3 separate regions of the Mus musculus genome follow, and regions 2 and 3 are each linked to region 1. A link is a contact called in public HiChIP or PLAC-seq data. All regions are on one chromosome and are shown on one strand. Each heading gives the region's core, a stretch centred on a gene start, on an enhancer-like site or on the middle of the called end of the contact. The rest is flanking DNA. Distances are from core to core; before and after follow the strand shown.

Region 1 (5,033 bases), core at 1,853-4,352:
TCGTACTTCTACACTCTGTGCACTGACAAGTCAGATTTCTCAATTGGCTGATGAAACCAATTCCACCCCTTAGCATCGGTCAATTTCAATAGCACAAAGGAGGGTTGATAACTTTCATCATTCCATTGAGTAGTTAGTTGATTTGGGAGAGACCCAGAATGGCATAGGCCTTCATATGCTGATTATTCTTGAAGAAAGAAATAAAGTGTGTGGCTCATATGCTGTTTAGTGTATTTTTTCTTACCCACATAGAAAGCCACAGAACCCTACAGACCTTGGTAGTGACACAAGACCTGTATTCTAATCCCTAAAGTCCTGTGTGACTTAAGCCATACTTTTGTCCTTTTCTAACTCAATTTGCTTATCTGTAAAGATGTGACATAGGCTTTCAGGTGAATTAAGCTGAGTGCCCAGCTGGACCACTGTTGTTCTGATAGACTGTACTCTAAAGTAACTGTGCGATACCTACTCCCAACCCCAGTCCCACTGTATCTTTGATGGATCCCCTTAACTGTAGTAGGAAACACTACTGTGGAAACTCATTGTAAGGCCTTCATTGTCTGATTCAATGGAATTAGATCCCACATACTCTGGGCTCTGTGCTCAGATGCCAGGAAATGAGGGTGATCTTGGACAGCTGGGAGGTTGAAGAGATTTTGACAAATGACAGGAAAACGAGACATATTTTACTCACCAGCGTACAGGCTGCTAGCAGGCAGTCACCAGCAGGCACCCTGCTGTATGCTGGCACACATACAGGCAGGCTGAGTGGAGGTAGGCACCCAGGCCTGCAGACCGACACACAGGCAAGCCAGTAAAAGTGATAGTTCCAGCCCCTGACCTCAAGGCCATATTTATACAGACCCACACAAAAGTGTCACACTGCCACAACTATCACATGACATCACTGTTTACTTTGGGGTCTCCAGACATCTTGTGTCAGTCATTTTGTGCTAACTCATTGTCCCTACCCCCTTCCACCATGTCCAGTGTCAGCCATGTTTTGGCTGACTTATCTCAGATATCCAGAGTAGCGCCATGTTGTCTCACTATAAGCGCTCTTGTGGCTTCCTATTTCCAATACATACACCTCTGAAGGGTCTTCGGGGTCCCTCTGGCGCCTACAGAATCATCTACAGCAGTGGTTCCCAACCTGTATGACCCCACTGAGGGTTCAATAACCCTTTACATGTGTCACCTAAGACCTCCACTGTCGGAAAACACAGGTATTTACATTGGGATTCGTAACAGTAGCAAAATGACAGTTATAAAGTAGTAACAAAAAATAATTTTATGGTTGGGGGTCACCATAACATGAAGAACTGCATTAAAGGGTCGCAGCACTAGGGAGGCTGAGAACCACTGCTCTAGAGCTAGTACTGCTTGAGCCCCCACCCCCACCCCAGGCAAGCACAGTAAAGGAGAAAAACAGCAAATCAGATCAAAGGATGGAGATGACACCCCCTCACTGGGTGTCTCTCCCATCCCACTTTTCTACCATAAATGCATCCAACAAGCCAGTCAAACAGAGTCTGAGCATTATGTTTCCCATCTACAAAACTCCAAAGCCCTAATACAATGAGAATTAACTCTCCAAAGTATTTAGAAGAAAGTCGTCAAGCAGTGACTGCTGTAGCCAACAAGTCTGGGAGTGGAATTCTTCTCACCAAAGTTCTGGCTGCTGCGTAGGAGTCCAAAGGTTGGGAGCAGAGTGTGTTGTTATCTTTATTAGCATCTAATCATGCCTAAAAGAGATAATATGTACTATATTACAAAATGTAACTAATTCATGTAAAAACCTAATGCATTTTTAGTTGTACAAGTAAGATACCAAAGTGGGTGGAGGGAAGGTCCCGCACGGTTCTAGAATAAAGTGAAATGTGTCCCTGCAGGTCCGAGAATCCCCAGAGAAGAAAATGCGGATTTTGGAGGAGCTGAGCTTCCTGTGGTATGTGGCAACGCTCAGGGCTTCCTGGATAAGGAGAAATTTAAGCAAGGTGAGTTTCAGATCTTCGGTGCCTTTCAAAGCCACAGTGTAGGGGGCAGGCACCTGTGTTGAGGGTGTCTCATCCCGGATCTAGTTTATGGGACTCGAGATATAGGTAATGTCATGCCTGTTAATGAGGTGAGAGGTTGTGAGGCCAAATTAACAATAAGAAGAGGGCATGAGCCGGGCTGTGGTGGCACGCTCCTTTAATCCCAACACTTGAGAGGCAGAGACAAGCAGATCTCTGAGATCAAGACCAGCCTGGATTTCAGATTGAGTTCCAGGATAGCAAGGACGAGAGAAAGAGAGAGAGAGAGAGAGAGAGAGAGAGAGAGAGAGAGAGATCTTGGCATTACTCACCTGGTAGAGACTACCTGAGTCTAGTGCCAGAATTTCTAACAGCCATGAATTATGAAGGCACCTCTCTCTGTAGATGCCCAGGAGGGAACCAACTGAGTCGTATGTGTCGAGTGTACTCCTTGTAACAGTTTCAGCACAGCGAGATGACATTTGCAGATGCCAGTCAAGGGCTGACTGTGTTGGATGGTGGTTACTCAGAAGAGTCTCGGGGTTGCTGTGTTTATCCTGTGTCTATCTGCATCACACCCCAGAGAGGCTAGACCCAGGGCTTTGTGCATATTAGGGAAGCATTCTATCATGAGCTCTGCCCCAAGTTGCAGTTTTGCGTGTTTAAATATAAAACCATAGCTTATCAGGCTACCTCCCATTCCCCTTGAGAAAAGGGCCCATAAGATGTCCATCTAGTATCTCATACCAGAGTGAAAACTTCCACAGCTGGGCAGGAAATGTACATGTCTGAGAGATTCATCATCAACCTTTGTGGGTCTGTTACCTGCAACATCTGTCAAACTTTAATCTAAGTTAAAAGGGTGGGGCAGATATTTGAATTGGAAGAAAGATACACTCAAACTTTGTGTTTACCAGTATATTAGCCCACTGTTCCTGGCTCTATTTTAGTATTCAAGTAAGGCTACTCTATTTAACTTACAGATTTAGGGGCTAAAAAGTCAAGATCGTGCAGCCTATTGTGTGGCTTTTGGTAAGAGACTGCTGGTAGGTGGCTTCATGACAAGAGAACGTGTAGGAGGAAGAGATCATATCATAAGACAGGAAGCCAGCAATTGGGGTCCCATGAGAGTTACCATCATCCCTCCTGAGGGCAGCTCCCTCTATGATCGAGAATATCTTATTCTCATATACCAAGTGAAGGACCAGGTTGTCAATGTGAGAACCCTGATGGGGTGACACTCATAGCTAAACCCCAAGTCAGTTGCTCTGTCATCTCTGTCAGACTCTCTAACACTGAACTTCCTCTTTTATGAAATGAGAATAAAATTTCTCTCACTGGACTGCAATGAGAAATAAAGGACTATAGATAAAAAAAAATACAGTGAAAATGATCATTGTTAAGGTACAGAACTACTGCTCTATCACCCATTGTGACTGACCTTCCTCCTACAACACAGTTCTTTCTTTAAGATTTATTTTTGTTTTATGAGCATGGGTGTTTGCCTGCATGTGTGCCTGTGCCTGGAGCCCATGGAGACCAAACGGGGACATCAGAACTGGAGTTAACAAGTGCTTAGATGCCACCTTGTAGACTCTGAGACCTGAACCTGGGCCTCATGAAAAAGCAGCAGGCAATTTTAACCACTGAACCATCTCCCTAGCCTCAATAGGTTCTTTTGTTATCAACAAATAGGCATTTTCCCTACAGTTCTACTGTCTATGTGTAATCTAGCTATTCCCTCTGGATTATATTTCCAAACCACTTTTAACATCCAATAGCCATGTGTCAAAAATATGTGAATATTTTATAGCTAGCTATCATGAGCTGGAAGAGCGATGTTGTTGACAAAAGACAGGACTGGCTGTGGTGATAGCTTCCTCCTGGGTGGATTCACAAGAGCCCAGTAGGGAACTTTGTGTCCTCACTCACCTTTCTAAAATGCAAGTTGGCTCTACCCTGGAGCACAGTAAAAGGAGGAGAAAAAATCCTGTTTGTGTCTCAGAGACCTTCCTTTGCTATTCTCTTTTCTTTTAATATTACAGTAGAATACTTTAAAAGGTGATGTTAAGGGCTGGGGAGACAGCTTTGTGGTTAAGAGCACTAGCTGCTGCTCTTCCAGAAGACCCAGGTTCCATCCCCAGCAACCACAGGGTGGCTCACAACCCCAGTTCTAGGAGAGACAATGTCCTTTTCTGGTTTCTGTAGGCAGAAAACATGCATGCTGTCCACAGACCAACAAAACACCCCGCAAAACACCAGTACTCCTAAAATAAATAAATGAATTCTTTTTAGGAAAAGGTCAAAGGGCAATGTCAACTAGTCTCTGTCCTTGCCTGTCAGGTGGATGTGTGGCCCTTGGTGACTCACAGGGAAATGTAAACCTTCCTGACTGAGCCTGAGCCCCAGATCCAGCCTGACCGTAGGCCAAGAGCAGGTGTTTTCCGAGCTGGCTCCTCAGTTTATCCTGTCTTACAGGCATCTATGTGAGGAGTATACGGGGCAAGACAGGGCGGTTATTCACTCCCATGGACTTTGAAATCGAAGGAAACTGTGAAAAAGCCAAGAACTGGCGGCAAAGCATCCGCTGCAAGGGATGGACCCTGAGAGAACTGATACAGGTATTCTGCGGGCAGAAAGCGTCTGCGGTTTCTGGAGCCATGGTAGATGAAAAGTTTCTGCTGTGTGACAGGCAGCTTCCAATATTCTGGGGGAACGGCAACAGATTCAAGGCTCTCTCGGTGTAGCTGGTAGCTTCAACCAAAGATTTCACAGGCATAACTCACTGGTAGAAGATGTTAGCAGAATCTCTGTGTCCATCATGACTCTTGTTAGCCAGGTTCCATGGCGTGGGTGTTGCCAGCATGCCATGGAGGTGTTTGTGACCTTGGCTGGCTTGTATTACAGCTTAATCCTCTTAAATGGATTGACTCCCATCCTTCAGATGGTAGGAGAACAGACTGTGTGTGGCCTTTTCCATGAACTGATTGTATAAGATTTGGTAGCATGGATATAATT
Region 2 (5,033 bases), core at 761-3,260, 99 kb before region 1:
GACGCAAGCAGACAACACATGAATAAAATCAGGAAGGATATGAAAAATAGGATTGGTCAAAGTCAACGCTTGGTTTTATGACCCCATTTCATTCTTCAGGATGGACCTGGGTCTTCTTATGGAATGTTTCTAAAAATCGACTGCTTCTGGATCATGAGAAAATAACCAGTGAGTTATAACAGAAAACTTCCAGGTGGCAAACTGTTGTAAGAAGGCAGGCCCTAGTAAACCTTTTGATCACAGAGGGGGCGCTTTTGTTGTTGATTGGCAGTAGTGGGGATGGAGTCCAGGACCTGTGCATCTTAGGCAAGTGCCCTATCCCTGAGCTGCATCCCAGCTAGCAACACAGTTCTGTTTATTTGTTTGCTAATCTTAAACACAAAGAAGGCAAAGGTCCCCCTTTCCTCTTTTTTAAAACAGAATATTAAATATTAAAGAGTATTTCCAAAGAGTATTTCCAGGAATTTAATCCCAGCATCACATTGAGTAGACTTGTCTGTCCCTTTCTTCTTCTTTCCCAATCTCTTAAACTTAGCAAAAAAAATGTTGAGGAGAAAACAAAAAGAAGCCGACTTCACAGTAGGACTGTAGAGCAGGGAGATGTGTCACAGATCATCCAGTCCTGAGGGAATCCTGGCAGACTGGGGACAGGTGGGAGGGAAAGCTGTTGAGGCTACTTGTGGGGGAGGGGAGGGGAGGCAGCAAGAACATGTGCTCTGGGTTCTGCTTAGGATGGCAGCAGCACTCAGACCTACGCTGCTGTGGCAACTTTGCCATTTGCCGCCTGCCACAGTTTCCGAAGATGGAAGTCAGATCTACAGAGGTTAAGTACCTGTGCCAAGGACACCAATCTACAGTAGAGTGTGTCTGTCTCTGATATTTTGTTTCTCACTGTGCAAGATATGGTATCTCAAGCCTGAGGAAATGGTGCAAGCCTTTAATGCCAGCACTGGAGGCAAAGGCAGTTGGAGGCCATCCTGATATATATAGTTCCAGGACACTCAGGGCTACACAGAAATTCTGTCTTGAAGAGGGGAAAAAAGATCCTGTGTCTCAGCTGCCTGCATGCAGGTTTTTATTATGTTAAGGGCCTTACAAATAAATTAGGGAAAGACAAACACCCATTAGGAAAGACAAAGCCCCAAACAATCAATAAAATGAGCATCATATACAATGAATGCATAATTAAGCTGGGAAAAGGCAGACAAGTCGAAGGACTTGACAGTGCATAGTACTATCAAAGTGACCAGGAGACAAAACAATAGTCACAGTCCCTGATAGGGTAGAAGTGAAAAGCATTTCAAGTGTTCTGTGACTTATTTGGAATCAGGGTCACCAGCTGTAAAAATTACATTTCCCTTGAATTTTCACGCACAGTAATGTATTTCAGTGAAATGACCATGGACTAAAACCAAAAAAAGCAAACATACAAAAACCATCCATACCCCCGCTAGAGAGAAGTAAGGGCGCCCCTTACTTTCTCTTTCCCAATAGCTCCATAATTAGGCAAGTGTTGGAAGATGATAACGGCACCGCCCACCGTGGACACTTGCGAGGTCCAACCTCGGGAATAGGCACTGGACACTGTCCCCAAAGTCTGTTTCAGAAAAAGAGTTGTGTGTATAAGCCCTCACTGCCCTCCCCTCCCCTCCCCTTCCTCCCTCTTATCCACCTCCACTCCAGGGTCCGAGCCAGGATCCGGAGCCATGCTCGAGTCTCTGGACAAGATTACTTAGCAAAGAGAGAACCTGGGGAGTCTAGGGTACAGCAGACAAAAGCTGACCCCAAGAATCAGGAATCTAGTTGCAGAGCCCAAGAGCAGAACGCACCTGGATGCTGAGGGCTGCCACGGGTTCTCCCGAGTTCTCCCAGGTCACTGCCTGGATTAGTTAAGGGGTTCCTGGATCCTTCCTGGAAAAGCCTGACAGCCCAGTCTGGACCCGAAGTTATGCTGCCTTGGAAGTCCCGCGGGGAGTCAGGCTTCAAGAAAAGAAAAATGAAAGTGATCTCAGCACACTGAGCAGGAAGCCAGCCAGCCACACCAATTCCGCCCTCCACTCCTCCACCCCTGCCTTGTGCGGTTCCCCAGCGTGGTTAGCATTATGGGTTTCAGGGGCACTTGCTGGGAATCCAGATCTGCCTGGAGTGGAGTGAGAGGCAGGGAGGCAAAGGATTAACACTGGAGAACATGGGAAGGGTGTGTCCACTGTCCCCTTCCTAACCTGGGGATCTATTCCCCCAGTGGTCTCATTGTAACCTTTAGGAAGTATTCTCAAACTGCATTGGGGTGAAGGTTATCCTGAAAAAAATTGCTAGAAGTTATTAAATTAACAACAACAACAACAACAACAACAACAACAACCAGAGCTGGCATCTTTGAAATGTCTAGAATTTGTCAGGATCACTATGTGAGAAAATTGAAATAAAACAAAAGGCAACCAAGTGACTCTCGAAAGAGTCTGAGCTAGGGTCTCTGAGTGTTCAACTGAGAAGAGTTCTATGTAACCCCGTCTAATATTTCCCAAATGTATTTGATCCACAAGACACCCCAATTCCCCACCCCCAGGATACCCACGAGGCCTCTGGGACTTTAGATTTGAACCAAGGCTAGCCCACACAGGACAGAGCTTCTCTGTACTTCCTATGGAGACACCGACGGTAGAATTTGCAGCCAAGTACAGTTAGAACAGTAGGCTTGGCCCAGAGTGTCCCAGGGATGGGGACTGAGTGTGTGTGTGTGTGTGTGTGTGTGTGTGTGTGTGTGTGTGTAGAGGCTTGGCCCAGAGTGTCTCAGGGATGGGGACTGAGTGTGCATTAATGCTTGTGTGTGTGTGTGTGTGTGTGTGTGTGTGTGTGTGTGAGAGAGAGAGAGTCTGCACAAGAATCACAAGCATGCTTATGTGTCAGAAAATTACCCTACCCTCGAGAAACCTCTAAAGCAAGAAAAGTTATTACATCAGACAGATATGAATAAGGGCAAAGATTTCATTTGGAGTCACACATACTAGGACTACAGTAATGATGGTAAAACCTCACCTGGTATTTCACACCACGTGAGAGCTCATTAGACTTATACGTTTAACACAGTTTTAAAGATGCATTTACCTAAAGTGATGATTTTGGTGAACTTTACCAAATATAATCATGCCACAGTGATCACACAGGCCAAGTCCTCTGCCCTCCTAAAATCCCCTTGTTCTTGGCAGAAAACCCCCTCTCAGATTCCAGCCCCAGAGAACCACAGATCATCGGTTACACAGCTAAGTTTGACCGGCGCAGAAATGCCATATAAATGAAGACATAAAGTGTACTTTTTTTTTGGTGTATGGCTTTGTTTGCATCCCTGTACTCTTGGGACCTGTTCCTGCAGGTCAGTAATTTGTACCTCTTCAGCAGAGGTCTGAGCCTGGAGCCCTGGACAGGCCCTCGTCCCTAGCCACCTTGTCTCTGCCTCTGTTTTGCCTGTTATTTCCAGGCTTCTGTTGGTTGCTTTTGTTTTATTTGCATCTTTACGCCTGTTTCTTTACCTTTCCACTTCAGGCTGGTTTTCTAACTTACAGAATGAGAATGAGCATTCCAGATAAGAGCAACAGTTGTGCAGAGTAAATGTAAGGCACCCATTCTTCAAAAATGATACTGTCCCCGACTGGCTATAGCCTCGGCTGTGATCCACTTCCGAATTCTGTGAGATGCCTCTTGTTCTCAAGACCATGGTGAAATTGCTGAAGCCCTGTGTTGCCTCGCTGTCAGTGTCACACCTTAGCAAGCGGCTCTGCCTGGATTCTCTGCACTTGCCTTTGGTTGGTTGGAGGTGTGTGGGCGGGGTTGGGGGCGGTCTCTTGCTCTAGCTACCTTCAGAAGCTTCAAAAACTTTATGAAGCCACACCCGACTTTTCCTACTCTGCTGCTCAATTATCAGGTCCCAGCTTCTCTGGTTCTGACTTACTAGGGTGCCAGGACAGTTCCAAGTCTGAGAGACTGCAGACAATCTAACTCTTCCTGGTCTTTCCAGGCACCGCCCCCGCTTAGGGTTAAGGGACCACTTCCTTCCTATCCTAACAGCCAGCTGGCCTTAGACAGCTCTGAGCCCTTCCCTGAAACAGACCCTTCCACCTTCTTTCCTTAGAAGGCAGCAGGCGTCCCAGGTTTCTGGGGACTTGGGCTGTCTTTGCTCCTCCCCTCTGGGGCAGAGACTGGGGGTGGAGGGCAGTGCCTTAGTGCAGTGTTGTCATAGTTAAGCAATTTCACTTTCCTTTTTCTCCTCTTTGGAGGCCCCTGAAGGAGTTCTCTCTGGGCTTCCCAGAGACTCAGAGGGGGTTCGGTCTACCCTGAACAGGGTCCCTTGGAGTCTGTGTAGGGGATGGCAGGAGGCTACAATGAACTCAGCAGCAGGTAAGTCCCATTCTCTCTTGTCCCTTGTCTCTGCTAAGATCTGCCTTTAAATGTGTTACTAGGGCCGCCCAGGCTGGGTCCAAGGCCCACAGATATTTGAGACAGTGATCTCATAAGGAAAAGAAGAACTGGGTTTAGTTGGATTCCGAGGTAACAAGGGCCAGGTGGCAGCATTGAATCGCCGGAGACAAGGTGATTCTAGTTATTATAATGGACAGCGGAGACAAAAGAATGTTTATAATAACATACCCAGTAATGCTCAGCACAGGAGAGGTGAAATTTATAAAGGCATGACTCGGTTGGACATTTTCTTTGGCAGAGGCAACTCTAAAGGCTTCCATTTTGGCCTTTCCAACCATAATAGCCCTCACTCTACAGTTCAGGGAACCAATATGAGAATTCTGCCAATTTCTGAGTATATCTATCCCAATTATACATTCTGGAACTGGGGAAATCACCACAGGATGTGTCCGGGGACCTACTAGACCTACTGTGAGTTGGACATCAGTCAAAACTCCATTACTCACCTGCCCTCCATAAGCCCCTACTTAAACTGGAGGGCCACAATGTTTCTTGGGATCCCCTGGGATCAGTGTCAACTCAGAACCAGTATCCAGCAGACCCCGAAAAGTCTGATTATT
Region 3 (5,033 bases), core at 863-3,362, 95 kb after region 1:
CTAGTTTCCCTAGAAGTGTTCAACATGTCCAAGATGAACTATGCTTGGTTGAATGGATTTTAAGTGTTAATATGCTAATGGTTTTGTTTGCTTGTTTCTTGACACCACATATCTGTCTGGTCACTGCATATCACCGAGAATGACCTTGAATTCTTCATTTTCCCCCCACCACTCCCAAGGGCTAGGGTTATAGGTGTGCACTACTACTATACCTGACTGACACATGCTTGAGCACACAGACACATACATATACGAACAAGATCACACAAATTAAAGGGGGTGGTGTGTTGAGACAAGATCTTGCCATGTGGCGCTAGAAACCTGGAACTCACTACTTAGATCAGGTTGGCTTCAAATTTACAGTCTTTGCTTTGCTAGAACTAGGATTATAGTGTAACAGGTTTCCAGACCTTAGCACAACAGATGCCATGATGAAAGTACCATTCAGGTCCTGAGACCCAGGATAGAGGCAGCAATACCTGCCAAAAACAAGAGAGAACAAAGACCTAATCCATCAAAGTCCATAGTTCCGGGAAAGTCCATAAAGGAACTAATCTTGCTTTTTGGCTTTTGTAGTTCTGCAACTAGACTGGATGACTGTTCTTGCTAACCGAGGTGTGACAAGCCAGGATATGGTTTTGTGTGTGTGTGTGTACTTAAAAAGGGGGGCGGGGAGAGCCATTGAGTTGTAAAATAAATAAATAAATAAACAAACAAACTCACCTGAGAAAGGCTCAGGACTATACTTGAACCCCAAACACCCAGAGTAGTCACTGGCTGGTAATAGAGACTTTCTATCGGCTTGAGCCCATGTCTGAGTGATCTTCTCTATTGTTATGGATACTTCATACGTGTTATCTTCTCTATCTCCCTCATCTTTGTCTCAGCTTTCTTTGTGTGCATACAAACTACCCACGACTGAATCCAGAATCTACCATAATTATAGTATAGCCTGAGCTATACCCCCGAGCCCTACTATAGGGTGTCAGCAACCCCCGTCTACTGTATTTGTGGAATTCCTCCGGCCCTTCACTCTGATCTTCATATCGCAGTAACAGTGATTACGACTTTTTTTTTTTGAGACAGGGTTTCTCTGTGTAGCCTTGGCTGTCCTGGAACTCACTGTGTAGACCAGGCTGGCCTCAAACTCAGAAATTCGCCTGCCTCTGATCACGACCTTTTTAAAACGCCAAAGCCTGGCCCTTTCCTGCTCCAAATCCTATGGATAGCTTGCTTCTCTCAAGTATTGAAGTTCTCACAGGAGGCTCACATCGCCTTGCTTCCTTCAGGAAACCACTTCCTTAGCACACTGTAGCTGTCCAAAATCCTGTCCCATTGTTAAGCATATAGCAAAGGAGCACACATGTAGCATTTTTGAGTTCCAGACTCTGTCATTAGATCTCTGTAATGCATTATTTTATTCCTCTGGGTGTGTGTTCATGGCACTTGTTTCTCTCTCTCTCTCTCTCTCTCTCTCTCTCTCTCTCTCTCTCTCTCTCTCTCTCTCTCTCTCTCTCTCTCTCTCTCTCTCTCTCTCTCTCTCTCTCTCTTTCTTTCTTTCTTTCTTCATGGAACTTGCTTCCCTATCTATCTATAGGCAGAGTTTTTCACACAGCCCGGGCTGACCTAAACCTGTGAAGTCTAGGATGACCTTGAACTCCTAATTCTCTTGAGTTCACCTCCCAGTGTTGGGATTACAGGCATGCACCACTAAAATCCACTTTGGAAAAAGTAGGATATGTACCCTTGTTGGATCTTGTTTCTTTGGAATATTTCATCACTTTTTTTCCCCTGTCAGGAGATGCCAAAGTGAAGTTACAGGTTCTGCCCAAGCATGAAAGAACCCATTTGAACAGTTTTGAGCCCTCCGCAGATGTAAAGTTTTAAGACTTGAGGAAGTGGACTGTGTTCCTCCAGGAACTAGCAAGTAAGGGGCGCATAGACGACGACTCCAGCTCCCCTTCTGCTTTTTCTCAGTGCCCCCAGCTCTTCAACTTGCCGGCGACTCAGGCGTCCCGAGTCCGCCCGGCCGTCCGGGGGCGCCCGAGTACGCAGAGGGCGTTGCGGCGCCGCCCGACGTCCCGCCTTCGGCGGCTGCGCAGTGCGCACGTCAAAGCCGGGCTCAGGCCGGAGCTGGGCGCGGGGCGCCAGGAGCCGCGCGGCCTGAGAGAGTCTGGGGCTTCAGTAGCCGCGCGAAGGCTGAGACAACCTCAGAGGCGAAGGCAGTGCGGGACCTCACGGCCACAGCCGCAGCCCTACCGAGCGCAGCACCGCGGCGGCCACAGCAGGAACCCCTGGGCCACCGTCCGCCCGCGCAGCCGCCGCCGCCGCCGCGGGAGCCCGTCGCCCGGAGCAGCTGCGGGCGGAGGACAACGGAGGGCCGGAGCGTCCGAGCCGCGCCGCGGGGACCGAGCGAGCAGCCCGAGGCGGCGGCGGCCGAGGACGGGGACGGAGACGAAGCAGAGAGGGAGCTCCCTGGCCCGGCCCAGCCCGGTGAGTGATCCCCCGGCCCGGCCCTGCTCGCGACGCGGACGCCCGCCGGCTTCCGCCCGACCCGCCTCCATTTTCCCGGGTGGCGGCGGCGGGAGCGGCCCGGAGCAGCCGGAGCTCCGGGCGCCGCCCTTGTCCTCGCCCGTACTAGGCTCCGGGGGCCTGCCGGCCGGGGCTACAACTAACCGGGGTAGAGCTGGCCCGGCCAGCTGTCACTCCCGCCGCTCCGGGGACTCCGAGCACCTAGCCCTGGGCTCCGCGTAGCCTCACTGTTAGCGGGACGCTGACACTATCTTTGTAGGGGACCTTTCAGGAAAATGCCTAACTGATTTCTGGCTAGGAATTGTGCGTTCGGCGCGTTCCCGGGTTCGGTTGGAGCAATCCAAAACGCCGACTGCGTGCCGGTGCCGGAGCGACTCCGAGGTGAACCCGGCCGGGAGGTGCCCTCCCCTGGGGAGCTTTAACGCGGTGATGTGAGAGATAAGACGAGTACACAAATAGCTAAGATACCAGGCAGGAGGGGGATAGATAAGTTCCGTTTAGGAACTACCAATTGCTAGAAAGGTGCTCCGGGGTGACTGGACCTGTCGATCGTTTCCGCCTTCCCACGAACCTGGGAGGCTTCCTGGGCGAGGCGGTGCTAAACCGGGTCTAGAAGACTCGATTGGATTCGGGAGAAGGGGGTTGCAGTGGAGAAGGGCGTGGAGGGGCAACAAAGCTGGAGGACAAAGGTACAAAGAGCATGCGAATGTTGCCAATTCCATCACCGGGTGCCGTGATAGGTGGGGTAGACTAAAGAGGCATTTGGAGTCAGATCTTTGAATGCTGTAGAGGAGCTGTTTGAACGACCTTCCACGGAAAACTTAGAACTCATTTTTCAGTGACTCATGAGGCCGGAAATGTATGCTAGGGCATATTAAAGGCGCTCTTGAGAAAGACAGGCGAGCAGAGAAGGCCACAGTCAGGACTTAGCATTGTTTCCTAAATATAATGCAGTTTGAGGTCGATTTTGACAGCTTCCGGGATATTTAAGTAAATCTATGTCCAAGCCAAGGAAAATACCTTTTGTAGAAAGTGTCACTAGATGCGTGCTTATCTGAAGTAATTAAAAGAGGTGCCTAAATTAACCTTCTCTACACACAAGGCATTTGCGTTGGTGAGTTCTCTAAAATTGCATCAGAACTTCTGGATCCCTGTGTTGGAATTGAACATTAAACTGTAGATTTATAAAAAAAAAAATAGTAATAAGAACTGAACTGTTAACAGTCTAGACAGACAGTTGGACACACACCATTTTTCTGGAAAAGTAAAAAATTTCTTGTTAATTTTTAGTTATGAAAATATTGGAGAGCCAGAAGTGAAAGTTTTTAAGCTCTATTTTACAGGTTTAAAAAAATTAGCAAGTAATTAGTAACTACTAAATGCTTACAATATATGATTTGTAAGAATTGCCTTAGAACTTACTATTGGTTTTGTAAGTGCTTATATGTACAAGGAAATCATACTTTTTTTCAGTCTTACATTTTTCTTTATCAAAGTAAGATCTAGCTGCTGCTGCTGCTGCTGCTGGTGGTGGTGGTGGTGAACGCTTTTAGCCTCTGCACTTTGGAGACGGAGGAGGGCCAGGCCAGGCCAGGCCAGCCGGCTAGATCACAGTAAGAGACTTTGTCTTTTTATTCTAATTTTTGTTTCTTAAAGTAAGACATACTCTTTGAAACATGGAAGCAGTAGTCCATCTCTCCTTTCTCCCCCACCCCATCCCCATCTTTTGAAACAGTGTAGCTCAGGTCTTCCAACCTGTCATCCTCCTGCATTGGGTTTCTAAGTGCTAGAATTACAAAATAGACTGGGAATTTTTTTTCTTTAAGTTTTCTTAATCTTATCACTTAGATTTTGTTTCTGTAAACATTTTTGCATATTTCCTTTCTGATCTTTTTCTGTGTATATTTTCCTAAAAATATATTAAGTACATTTATTTATATATTTGTTTATTTATTGGCATTTTGAAACAACCTCTTACTCTGGCCCAAGTTGTCCTGGAATTTGCTGTGGAGGCCAAGCTAGCTTTAAAATTCCAGATAGTTCTCCCGACTCAGCCTCCTAAGGGCTGGGCATGAACCAATAGAACCAGTCTGAAAGTTTTCTTAAATGTTTTATTAGGCTTTTACCTGTCAAGGTTGCATTGTTCCCTTAAGGCTTCTTGTTAGAAGTCTGTTTATTAGCTTCTCATCAAGGTTTGGTCCTGACTGCTGCTTATTGAATGTATTTTGGTTGGTAGAATACATTTATGTGATCGCCAGGAGTGGAGACGGGCACACAGACCTCTGCTATGTGAGCAGGAGTACTTTTAGTAGGCCACTGAGGGGCTGGAGAGGTTAAGAGTGTGACCTGCTCTTGCAGAGGACCTGAGTTCTGCTGTTGTTGGGTTCCCAGCATCCAGTTTGGTTCACAACTTCCTGTACAGCCCCGGCTCTATACACTCCTGTCCTCCACTGACACCTGAACTCATGTTCCCATACCCACATGTGTACACAATTTAAAAA

Evidence for each region. HiChIP or PLAC-seq counts read pairs in DNA pulled down with a chosen protein or histone mark.
Region 2: a contact with region 1 is called in an H3K27ac HiChIP or PLAC-seq map of CD8 T cells, with 10 times the contacts expected there. The contact joins the promoter of Sp110 here to the enhancer-like site in region 1. A contact is called at or near these places in 1 of 484 Hi-C or Micro-C datasets (bone marrow-derived macrophages), 4 of 115 datasets of contacts at active chromatin or transcription factors (the 230-238 cell line, CD8 T cells, effector CD8 T cells and 1 more) and 2 of 9 other capture datasets (adipose tissue and liver).
Region 3: an H3K4me3 HiChIP or PLAC-seq map of bone marrow-derived macrophages shows a contact between it and region 1, with 3 times the contacts expected there. The contact joins the promoter of Cab39 here to the enhancer-like site in region 1. A contact is called at or near these places in 2 of 39 promoter capture datasets (pre-B cells and stem cell-derived epiblast-like cells), 8 of 484 Hi-C or Micro-C datasets (CD4 T cells, CD8 T cells, Th1 cells and 4 more), 6 of 115 datasets of contacts at active chromatin or transcription factors (CD8 T cells, the SCID.adh cell line, bone marrow-derived macrophages and 3 more) and 2 of 9 other capture datasets (adipose tissue and liver).

Annotation. Positions count from the first base shown.
Region 1 is chr1:85,695,114-85,700,146 of GRCm38.p6, forward strand. Sp100 (nuclear antigen Sp100) reads left to right here. Exons shown (of 22, transcript NM_001372231.1): 14 at 1,893-1,997; 15 at 4,494-4,636. Among named protein-coding and RNA genes, the nearest start is that of A630001G21Rik, 39 kb to the right of the region's middle. Within about 2 kb of position 3,103, at least 58 of the 459 cell types and tissues checked have an H3K27ac peak or open chromatin away from gene starts, as enhancers often do. A contact at or near this core is called in the 230-238 cell line, CD8 T cells, the SCID.adh cell line and 9 more, where this site is marked.
Region 2 is chr1:85,596,800-85,601,832 of GRCm38.p6, forward strand. It overlaps Sp110 (Sp110 nuclear body protein), which reads right to left and starts at 2,011. Exons shown (of 12, transcript NM_030194.1): 1 at 1,830-2,011. Sp140 (Sp140 nuclear body protein) reads left to right here and starts at 3,904. Exons shown (of 17, transcript NM_001013817.2): 1 at 3,904-4,392. The coding sequence starts at 4,361.
Region 3 is chr1:85,791,329-85,796,361 of GRCm38.p6, forward strand. Cab39 (calcium binding protein 39) reads left to right here and starts at 2,113. Exons shown (of 9, transcript NM_133781.5): 1 at 2,113-2,493.